Linked DNA regions of Triticum aestivum: region 2 is linked to region 1. The links are chromatin contacts, called in public Hi-C maps. All regions are on one chromosome and are shown on one strand. The core of a region is the stretch at or near the end of the contact, and the rest is flanking DNA. Distances in the headings are between cores, read along the strand shown. Region 1 holds the start of LOC123139144 (serine/threonine-protein kinase VPS15). Region 2 holds the start of LOC123139148 (60S ribosomal protein L39).

Region 1 (5,858 bases), core at 2,487-4,986:
GAGGACCGGCATGTCGAGGCTGAGTCGCGCTTCGTCGCGTCGAACAAGGGCTCGGAGGCAAAGGCTGCCGAAGACACCCGTTCCCACATCTGGGCGAAGCGGTAAGCCCGGGATGCGTGTGCCTGCGCATTGGAGCAAACCTACGATGCTCATGCACTCTTCGGAGGAGGAGGAGGAGGAGGAGGAGGATGACGGTGCCGCATCCGACCCCTACAGCTCCAGGAGCGAGCAAATCTGCCTTGACCCGTGTTGCGTCTTCCAGCGCTATGGCGACAAAGAGGCAAGGGCAGCCGCGGGTAAACTCTCTTCATAACTCTAGTATTGAGAACATGCCAATTTTTTCTAGTCCGATGATATGTACTCCCTCCGTCCCAAAATTCTTGTCTTAGATTTGTCTTGATAAGGATGTATCTAATACTAAAAAGTGATTTGATACATCCGTATTTAGACAAATTTAAGACAAGAATTTTGGGACGGAGGGAGTATGATGAACTATTTGTATGCTATGTGTGTGATCTACATGACCTAAGTGTGCTTATTTTTTGTTGCACGAGAATGTATGGATTTGAAAATTTGGTACGAAGGACATAGCTGTAGGCACGAACATTTGAGGGGTCATCGGGCGCTGTCCGCAGACATGCCGGCCACGTCCGCGGATGTTTGAGGGTGATATTTAATGGGTCTGGTTGTAGATGCTCTACTATGTAATGGTGTTGGACGGATACTCCAAAAAGTTGGGCCGCAAATCATAAGTTGAAGATCTACTGACTATCTCTCAGAAGTGCTTATTTGGATAGGGTTGTGCCTGTACCGTGTTTAAAAAATAAAACAATTCTGAAAGAAAAATACAACATTGGTTGCCATGCGGCAACATGGGCTCTCACGCGGGCTCTACGAGCCCAGGGAACCATGGGCCTCATGGCGATACAACACCCAAGTAAATCCCTCATTTTTCCCCCACAGCCACAGATCCCACACTCTCCCGTTCAAACCAAGCTCCCCGAGCCCCCAATTCCCCAAATCCGCCCCTCCCCTTCCCCTTCCCCTTCCCGTCAAGCCCGCGGCGATGCCGCCGAGGAAGAAGCGGGGGGCTCGCCCCGCCGCCAAGCAGCCGCCGCCGTCACCGCCGTCCCCGCCGTCGCCGCCCGGCCCCGACGCGTCGGTGGAGGAGAAGCTGCGGTGGTCCGCCGACCAAGAGTGTACGTGCCTCCGAGCCCTAACTCCCCTCCCCCCAATCCGCCCCGCCCGAAATCAGTTTTAGGTGTTAGATTTGTGGCTAGCAACACTAAGCAGTAGGCGCGGGGGAAAGAAAAGATAGAGGGAGGAGGAAGAGCGCCGTCGTACTCGTGCCGCCGCTCGCCGCCGTAGGTCGTATCTCGCCGCCGCACTGCATTTCTTGGCCCTCGTGGCCGCCCTAAGAGATTTCCTTCCACGTTGGTCGCCGCTGGAAGACGCTGCTTTGGATGCAAAGTATTTTTCCAGTTTTTTTGGGAATACCTTGGTTTCAAAAAAAAAAAAAGGATTCACCATCCCCAATTTGTCCTGGCAGTCGAGTAGGAATGTAGGATACAGTCCACTTTTTAGGTTGAACTTTTTTGAAATCTAATGTCAATAGGAAGGTTGTAATCTAGTGCAAATATACAGACATCTTATTCTCTGGGCACTTGGCTCTAGCATGCCTGATCAAACTCTCACTACGATTCTTTTGAAGGGAACTCTCTTTCAGCTGCCATGTCAAAATCTGAACTCTCTTTCATCATAGATGCACTGTCCTTTACCTTAACGTAATTATCAGGATTCAATTGCTAATCTACTGTCCTCAATGAATAGTCATACGTCGGAAAGCTGCCATCAGAGCTATTCAAGCAGCAGAGACTGAGAGCGTGCTCTCCCGGCTGCGTCTGGTGCGATCCTACATTTCCAAGGAGCAACTAGAAACACCCGCCTTGCAATTTTTTCAGGAGAACTTGCCCAACGTGTCAGTTGTACGGAACGAAGAGCAGGGTGAGCTTGAGTTGAAATGGAAAGACTGGGATGATCTCATAAATGGAGACCAGAGGGATGACAAGGTTTCGCGAGCTTCGATCACGTCATTGGCAACTGCTGCTGGTTTTCATTTCTCAGGAGATTCAGGTTCAAACGCTATCTACTTGTTGTTCATGTACTTTTATAGGCACCAAAGCAGCTTGACTCGACTGATCTTCTCACCTTATTATATGATGCGTGCAGTGCAGAAGAACTTCATCGAGAACAGTTTTGATTTTAACAACTTTGTAAGTATTTCTTTTGTACAGTGATGGTATGGGATGATTTTTCTGTACCCTTGACAACTCTTTATTTTTCTCTGATCCTTTGAAGAACTGGAGTGAGCTGCGCGAGAGCCAAACGATAGGAGCACCAGATTCTCTACAGACACCCGGGGTTTGTGTTTAACCCTCTTGACACGAAATGTTTGATCTTGAATCTCCTTCTGAGCTCACATATTGTGCTGTAACATAACCCTGAACAGGCCACGAGCAGTCGACTCTCTTTTGGCATGGCACCGAAATCAGTAAGACAACCCAAGAATGGCGAGATGCTCTTATCCGTGCACGGGTCACCTCTTGGAATGTACAAAGAGGAAAATCTGGCAGCTATTACCGGTACTTGCTCGCTCCTGACACCACAGCCATCTCTTACTGCTGTTGCTTCCTTTCTGACTAACGGGAAAACATGTTGCAGAATCTGGAAACGGGAGCGAAGAGCCGCTTCACGATGCCAGCGGCCATCAATAGTAGTAGTAGTAAGAATTCCACATGCTTAAGCCCCTCTTTTCCTTTGCACATCCACTAGCTCACGGCTAATCTTTCATGTCCATTGCAGGAGCTTAACCGGCCCTCGACATAAAAGGCTAGGAATTTGATGCTGCATCTTCTCTTCAGGCCGAAGCCGGGACACCAATCGAAGCTCCAACCACCAATTCGGTGTACTTGCAGCAGCATGTTGAGTCCCGGCGTCAGCTGAATAGTCCCCGACGAGTTGCAGTGTGTGTGTAGGTTATCATGTTTGATATAAGATCTTGTCATGTTTGATGTGTTGCAAGTGCAAGCGTCTGACTCGTGTTTTTGTTTGCCAAATCATACCATGGAGAACAATGGTGAATTAGTAGCATTTGCTTTGCCAATCGTAACTCGAGTATTTCACGCATGTGCATGTATCCCTATGATGTGCTACCTCCGTCCCGAATTAGTTGTCTTAGATACATCCGTATCTAGACAAGTAATGTGGGAAGGAGGTAATACAAAATACCTTGTGACAACTGCTTGGAAAAAGAAGATGTTTCAGTCAATTTTTTTCTGATTGAAATTCGACGGCTGACACTGCATCTTCCTCCTCCACCCGAGTCTTCTCCTCTAGTCGGGTTCTCCGCCCAACCCCCCTCCCTCTCCTCCCACGCCGCGTCGTCCCGTCTCCGGCGAGGTCCTGGCCGTGTCGCCGGGGACGACTCCTGCGAGGTCTTGGCCGTGTTGCCTCGAGGCACTACTCCCTGACAAATCTGAATACTTCTACACCATAGTACATTGTTTTTGAAAAAAAAGGAACAAATGTTTTTCAAAAAAAAAGTCGGTGCTAATGGTTTTGTAAACCGAACCGGGTTCCTTTCCCACCGGATCAGAGTCAGGCCAGTAGGCAGGGGGTTGGATTGGTTTCCGATGGAGAGCCCAACACGACACACCTCCGCGCCGCGGTCCAGCCTCCTTCTCTTCTCCCCCAATTCAACCGGCGTCCTCCCATCAGACCCCATCATCGATCGCCTCCGCCCCACGCCACGCACCTCCCCTCCCCTCCGCGGAACCCGCGCCCAGAAGCAAAACCCCACCGCGCCCCACCCCGGCTCCCGCCCCGGCGAGCCGAGCCGACCGAGCCCCTCCGCCGCGGCGGCGGGGACAGGAGAGGCAGAGGGGGCGCCGCCGCGGGGATGGGGAACAAGATCGCGCGGACGACGCAGGCGTCGGCGACGGAGTACTACCTGCACGACCTGCCCTCCACCTACAACCTCGTGCTGCTCGACCTCGTCAGCCGCGGCCGCTTCCTCAAGTCCGTCCTCTGCAAGCACGACGAGGGCCTCCTCCTCGTCAAGGTCTACTTCAAGCGCGCCGGGGAGCCCCTCGACCTCAAGGTAACCGCCGCATCCCCTTCCCCCTTCGGTTTGGGCGGCCGGGCGGTCCTGAGAAGATCTGCCTGTTGCCTCGCAGGACCATGAGCGGAGGCTGGAGCGGATCCGGAGGGCGTTCCAGGGGCTCGAGGGCTCCCACGTCTGGCCCTTCCAGGTCAGGCCTCGCTCTTCTGTTTGTTTCGCCTGTACATTACCAACGATTACTAATCGGCGCTGTTTATGTGTGCGTTATTCTGTGACATTTAGTGTGGTTTAGCGAATTTCTATGACATGTGTATTATTATCTCTGTTTGCTTCTGGTTGCAATTTATAGTGTGTTTCATTCAGCGGAGGCAGCAAGGTTGGGTCTGGGTGTATAGTTAATTGCTTGTAGTCTTTTGCTTCCTTGGTGTACTGTCATTTTAAGGCTAGATTTAGAGTAAATTGCTTTCAGGATTTGCTTGCTTGTTATACTATATTTTGTTAGGGGTTTCTTCTTTCTGGATTATTATGAATCTACCTGAGTATGCTCACTTGCTTGGATGTTTCCTCACAACATGATACATGGATGAATGAACATTGACATATTGCATTGCCTCTCAATGTGTAGAGAGTGCCTTTGTTGCGCAGACATGTTTCTCTCTCCCTTGGTTCACATGCTGACAGGACTTTGAATGTTTTCTCAGGTTTGGTTTCAGACGGACAAGGCAGCATATCTCCTGAGGCAGTACTCCTACAGCAATCTGCATGATAGACTTAGTACACGCCCTTTCCTCAGTCAAATTGAGAAGAAATGGCTTGCTTTTCAGGTGCGCCCTTTATTTCTTTTTTGTCCATGCTGTCGGATGGTCATTAGTAGTTGTTACAAAGGTGAAAGAGTCGATCATGTGGGAGACTTCTATAGGAAGTTGTACAACCTCTTTGCTAAGTGTAGCCTTAAACTAGTGGCACATGTAAGAGTCGTTCTTCATTCCTTTCCTTTCCAGATATGGTTGTCGACTTAGCTCAATTTGGTTGTGCAGTTAATCCATGCTGTGGAGCAGAGCCATAGTAAGGGAGTTTGCCATGGTGAGAAGGTTTTCTCTTAAGTTATATGAGCAGTAGTGTTTTTCTTTCATTTGTATTTACACTGCTGTTCTCCTAAAAATATATATTTACGCTGCTGTTTATGTTAGGTGACATAAAATGTGAGAATGTACTGGTGACCTCATGGAACTGGCTATACCTCACGGACTTTGCGTCTTTTAAACCAACTTACATCCCGGATGATGATCCGTCTGATTTTTCGTTCTTCTTTGACACTGGAGGAAGGCGAAGATGCTATCTTGCACCTGAAGTTAGTCCCTTCACCTAAATTATATTCAAAACTTCAATGCTCTTTTATCCACTTTATCTCAGTTTGCTTGCTACCATTGGTGTAACAATTGTTACATGCTACTAGTAGTTTGTTAATAGATGCTCTTCACTGAAATGCTTGCTCTCACTGCATCTCCATCATTCAAACGAGGGTACAATAGGAAAAGCCTGCAATTAATAGATGTTTTAGATAAGAGCACAAGCTTTGTAATGAGAAACTGAAGCAAAACAATGGGGACCTCTAATATGAAATAGACGGAGTACAAGAATATATCAGTAGAAAGGCCTGTATAACTTCTACAGCACCACCCGAAGCAACTGGGTTCACAAAAGCATGATAAGATATCACTTCTGATTGACAAACTAT
Region 2 (5,858 bases), core at 1,736-4,235, 280 kb before region 1:
GGCAAGCCACTCCCATCTCTCCTCCATTGCCCACCTCCATTTCTAAGCTCCATTTGCTAGAGCTCATCTCATGTTTGTCCATGGAATGAATCCAACAGACGGCCTTCACCAACAAGAACGACTACGGCAAGGTGGAGAGGGAGGCGCAGTGGGCGACGGCGCAGAGGACGCTGCACGGCCTCAACCAGGGCAGCAGCAACTCGGAAATGTTCACCGACAACAACGGCTACCGCGAGCTCTCGGAGATCGCCGAGCAGGCCGCCAAGCGGGCGGAGGTGGCCAGGCTCCGGGAGCTGCACACGCTCAAGGGCCACGTCGAGTCGGTCGTCAAGCTCAAGGGGCTCGACATCGAGACAATAAACCAGAGCTACACGGTATGATCGTCGACGACGACCATCCTCCTCGTCGTCGGCGATAGGCAGGACAGCGCAGCGATATCTACACTTCTAAGTTCTTTTGCCTCCCGGCGAGGGAGGCTGGAAGCGGGGAAGATTGGTTCGGATTCTCAGGGTTGGGTTTTTTCTTTGACCTAGATGTTAAGAAGAAGTTGGTTTTATTTGTATTTTTCAGTGGGGAGGGGGAAGAAGAGTGCCCTCTCTTCAGTATGTATAGGAGTACGGTTTTGAGTTTATGTTCTTCTTTTGCTTGTAATATGTTAGCGTGTTGTGTGGAATAAATACTCACTCATACAAGGAAAGTGAAACTTGTTCAAACATACTCCGTCCGTCCCATAATATAAGAGCATTAAGCGTTTAGTGTCGAAAACGAACGCACTAGTGTTAAAAACGCTCTTATATTATGGGACGGACGGAGTACTTGCCTAGGCAAGCCCCAGCAGACAATGTACACCAGTAATTTCATCGCCGGAGACTGTCAGCAAAAGAGAGACAGTTTAACAGAGCAAAACCAGCTGAAAGAAACCCCCACACAACCCAACAGAAGTGCCGTGGATCAAGAAAGGTTAGCATCGCTTGAACACAGTAGCCTCAGAGCAATCTAAAGGAACTCAAAACAGGGGTACAGAGAAAGCAAATTCGCTGGACACAGCTCGGCTAAGCATGCACGAGCTCCTGCAGCGATGCGTAATCTTTCATTAATGAAGCCATGGCTTGTCTACTACACACACCAGAAGGCAGATGAAATAGTGGTGACTGATGATTCAAAAAAGAAGAGCTCAAGGTGAAAGGCGGTATTCTTTAACAGTCATAATTATCAACATACAGCCATAAACATAACTAAACAAAGCGAAGAACAGATGAATTGAAATACTTCAAGTGGTCATCGTCATTCAACACAGTACATATGATTAACAATCATGAACTGTCAAATGCACACACAAACAAATCAGGGATGCTTAACCCATGAAGAACACTATACCTATAAGCAGATGGATCAGTGATGATTCAACATAGCGCAAAGGCGACTGGGTATTCCAACATTGCACAATAACTAGGTAACCAGAAAACCTAAACAAAATCAGTTGGCTCAACGTATGCTCAGAAACCAGAACTCACAGAACCTCTGGCGATCCTCTAACGCTAGGAAGACCGTATTTAAGTTACTAGCGGTCATATTTTGGTCACCAGCCATAAGCTCCAGCTAAAATTGAAAATACATCAGCTCCTATAGGGGAAATGTAGTTCTTACCGACTAGACAGAGACATGGCTCTGAGGTACTCCTATCACTGTACATAATTAATCAGCAAAACTATAACTAATCCGTATGTCAATTTGTACAAGTCATAATACAGTACTAAAAACTGTGATTGAGTTGGTAACTGGCAAGTGAAGGCATGGTTAAACCAGAAGTGAACTCAAAACTATACTACGTGCCATGTGTCTGAAGCATGGATAAACTATCTGTGAACTCACAGCCATACTACATGTAAAAAGGGTTACAAAACATGACCCTGCTTATAAAAAGGGTTACTATCTGTGAAATCACGTCCCTCTTTCTCTACTAAGTGGGCTGCAACAACATATCTCCAGAAAAAAAACCACAGCTAACACAAACATCAACTAGATAGCATAACTAGCAGCCAGTTCACTACAATTACCATGCCCTTTGGCCATTACAATGACACAACACAAACAGACCTGCACAGAAATAAACAACAGCACAATACAGTAGACCATTTGAACCAAAATTAAGCCATGGAGACAAATTTAACAAGGGTGGCATATAGCAAAGGTTCTTTACTTGGCACAGCATGGTAACATGAGTACACCAGAGTACAAGCAATCCTCATGACATAGACGAAATTGATAACAGAGACAGCATCCTGGAATCACTTCCTAGCTTGCATAACAAACACTAAAACGTCCATAAAACAAAATGCAGATAAGTCTTGGAACCATGGCTCCCCCACGCGGCGGTCGGCAGGCACGGATCTAGAACCCGAGCTTGGTGCGGCGCCAGTGCCTGCGCTTCGCGTTGTACCTGAGCACGGCAGAGAAGCAATGGTGGGTCAGCTCACGGACGCCTGGGCTGGATCGAAGAGGGGCGGAAGGAGGAGGGACGGAGGCGGCCGTTACCTGATGGTGTTGTCGGTCCGCATGCGGATCCAGTAGGGGATGGGGCGGTTCTGGCGCTGCTTCTTGGCCAGCTTCTGCTTGATGCGGAAGGTCTTGTGGGACGGCTGCGCGGGGGCGAGAGACGAACGGGAAATCGGGTCAGCGGGAGGTTGGAACGGTAGAGGAGAGGGTGGGACTCCATGGAAAGAGGGGAGGAGAGCGTACCATCGTCGCGGCGGAGACGAAGACGCGGCAGCGGCTTCGGCGGCGGCGGCGGCGGCGGGAGCAAAACCCTAGGTCCGTGAAGTGCTGGAGTGGTGGGCAGTGGGGAATATATAGTCCGGACGAGTAGCGACCAAGGATGGGCTCGTTGGGCTAGGCCTTGTCTTTTGATCGGTATAGTCCTTTGGACGTTAGAGAAGCAAAGGAGCCCATGAGTAAATCCAACTGTGGCCCATATGTTCATTATATCCAAATGAATTGGACGGCTCTCTTTGCTCGAAATCACTAATTAAAGAACGACAAATCTATCCACTAGTCGACTGTAATTTTGCTTCAGATCCGCACGAGGTCAAAGACGTCAGATGCGCATCGTGCGGCGGAAGGTTCTCCTGGCAGTTACATGCAGGGCTAGTTGAGACCTGTGGCTTTGAGCGAGAAAAAAGAGTCGCTGACGTGGGATTCGATCCCACAACGCTGGCTTAAACATACAGCGCTGATAGCCATCTGTCTTTCTATTCGATTGTTGCCTGTTAGCTAGGAAAAGCCAAACTATTTGGCGTTGACTTTGTTACTGGTTAGCAACCACGTACAATTCCTTTTGAGTTTCCTAGCTTTTTCTAACGCCGGTAATTACAGATGCTCAAATCATTCATCGTTTAGCCTTTTGAAACTATACTCTGACTTGAAAAAAAATCACACTAATATCATTTAAGAGCATCTACAACAGGACTTACCGAAACCGGCACTCTATACGCCCGCAGGTGCGCCCAAGCTTGTCCGTGGATAGTGACCGGGTAGTCCTCAAATGGTTGCGTCCACAGCCGCATATCTCATATACAGCAAGCAAACGGGCATAATTCACATCTAAACATCACCAAAAGTTCAGCCGTCTGACAAATTCTAACTAGATTAGTAGTACAATCTAGATTATAGAAACGGATAGAGGATCGAGCTTCACCACTTCCTCGCCGATCCTTGGCCCTTTTGGTCGTCGACACTGATATAGGGGTCCGTGGCAGGAGGTGGGTCGTTGTCGGAACCGTCGTCATTGGAGGAAGAGGAAATGACGATGTCACCCTTCAAGCGTCTGACGACGCGGTCCTGCTTACGCTTGACTTTCGCCACCCTCGTCGCCTCCGCTGCCTCCCGCTTGGACTGCTCAATGCGGAGCCGGAGTGCCTTGCGTTTATCATCCGGAGCCGCCTGACGTCCTTCTCCGCCGTCGTAAGTGACCGATGGTACACCCACTGGAGGAGCCGCTCCTTCTCGCCGAGCACCGTCGGCATCCCACGACGGCGGCGGGAGGACTAAGTGTTGAACTTACATGAACCACAAACCTGATAACTTACATACAAACACCGTGGTAACTTACTGCAAGGGAAAATTGGTTGAAACATACCCTCGGACGGGTGTTGTTGTTGAAAACATACCCCTGATAACTTATGTGTGAAGAGCATGGTAATTTATGAATCACACACCTGATAACTTGCGTACAAATTGTAATAACTTTGGCGGGGTGGGGACGGGTTGTTGTAATATTCCCTTGATTACTTCTGTATAAATAGCATGGTAATTAATGCACCATAGATCTGATAACTTGGGTGCAACACGTTGATAACTTTTGACGCACAATAATATAGTTGAGGAAACATACCCCCGGAAATTTTTGTGCAAATTACATGGTAATTTATGCACCGCAGACCTGATAGCTTATGTACAAATACGGTGATAAGTTTGCCCCGGTAACTCATGTGTAAATAGCATGGTAATACATGCACAACTTAGTGATAACTTACATGCTCCAGGTGTGATAATTTTTGACTAGGAAGGTGGGTTGGATTTGTCTGAAAAACATCCTTCGGTAACTATGTGTGAATAGCTTGGTAATACACACACAACAGGGCTGGTAAGTTAGTTGGCCCATGTCTGACAACTTTTTGGCCGAAAAAAGCTATCGAAACCTACAAACATGAGATCTAGTTCCGAAGGTGTCGTCTCAACGAAATTTTTATGTGAAAATAATTTTTATATCGAAGTGAAAGTTTGAGTTACAAAACATTTCAACTTTTTTGAATTTCAGTGGAATCTTCCCTGACATTAGCATTTTTCGTCCTCTAAGGCATGCGTGAATATGCATGTGGAGAGAAGATCAAAGGAACCATTTTCTATGTCCCGATAATTCGTGTGTAAACAACAAAAATAACTTTCGTAGAACATGCATGGTAACTTTTTACTTGGAAAAAAGTCGTCGGTACATACCAACATGGGATCTAGTTCCGTAGATCTTGTCTCGACGAATCTTTTATGTGAAAACAGTTTTTTTGATCAGAGCGACGGTTTGAGATGTTGTGTATTCGCATCAGCCGCTTGCCTACTCCTGTGCTGGATCTCTCCAAGATGAAGATCTTCATCATGTACGCGCGTATGTACACCGATCGAGCATTTTGTTATCTAGTGTGTGCATACTTGTACACGTGGGAAGAAAGGTTAAAGATCATTTTTCATTCCCGGTATTTTCTATGAAAACAACTTGGTAACTTATGTGTCGCAGGCGTGATAACTTATGTAGTACATGCCTGGTAACTTTTTACCCGAAAAAAAGTTATCGAAACATACCAACATAGGATCTAGTTTTGAAGGTCTCGTCGCTACGAATTTTTTATAGGTTTTGACGAACTTTTTTTCCACAAAAAACCGGATGAAAAAAACGACGAAAAAACCGAACCGAGAAAACGGGTATTTTTCCCTTTCCGAAAGAGGTATGCCCGTGCCTCTGACAAGATCACAACTGTGCCTCTCGCGGAAGCAAAACCGCGCCTCTCGTGAAAAAAAGACAGAAAACGTGTTTTTTTCCTTTTCGAAAGAGGCACGCCCGTGCCTCTCGCGAAAGCACAACCTGTGCCTCTCGCGGAAGCAAAACCGTGCCTCTCACGAAAGAAAAAAAAACAGAAAACGCGTTTTTATCCTTTCCGAAAGAGGCACGCTCGTGCCTCTTGCGGAAGCAAAATCGTGCCTCTCGCGAAAGAAAAAAACAGAAAATAGGTTTTTTCCGTTTCCAAGAGGCACGGTCGTGCCTCTCGCGAAAGCACAACTGTGCCTCTCGCGAAAACAAAACCATGACT

Evidence for each region. Hi-C and Micro-C count contacts between places; a contact is called where the count stands out from the background.
Region 2: a contact with region 1 is called in a Hi-C map of leaf, with 5 times the contacts expected there. The contact joins the promoter of LOC123139148 here to the promoter of LOC123139144 in region 1. A contact is called at or near these places in 3 of 5 Hi-C or Micro-C datasets (all in leaf).

The regions. Positions count from the first base shown.
Region 1 is chr6B:676,302,570-676,308,427 of IWGSC CS RefSeq v2.1, reverse strand. It overlaps LOC123139144 (serine/threonine-protein kinase VPS15), which reads left to right and starts at 3,736. Exons shown (of 12, transcript XM_044558944.1): 1 at 3,736-4,159; 2 at 4,236-4,310; 3 at 4,822-4,944; 4 at 5,158-5,203; 5 at 5,311-5,471. The coding sequence starts at 3,959. LOC123134814 reads left to right here and starts at 978. Exons shown (of 7, transcript XM_044553984.1): 1 at 978-1,199; 2 at 1,831-2,133; 3 at 2,230-2,273; 4 at 2,359-2,421; 5 at 2,510-2,642; 6 at 2,722-2,782; 7 at 2,863-3,328. The coding sequence starts at 1,067. The coding sequence ends at 2,774.
Region 2 is chr6B:676,581,720-676,587,577 of IWGSC CS RefSeq v2.1, reverse strand. LOC123139148 (60S ribosomal protein L39) reads right to left here and starts at 2,985. Exons shown (of 3, transcript XM_044558948.1): 1 at 2,740-2,985; 2 at 2,536-2,639; 3 at 2,182-2,440. The coding sequence starts at 2,742. The coding sequence ends at 2,392. LOC123139147 (ATPase 2, plasma membrane-type) reads left to right here. Exons shown (of 3, transcript XM_044558947.1): 2 at 1; 3 at 99-691. The coding sequence ends at 380.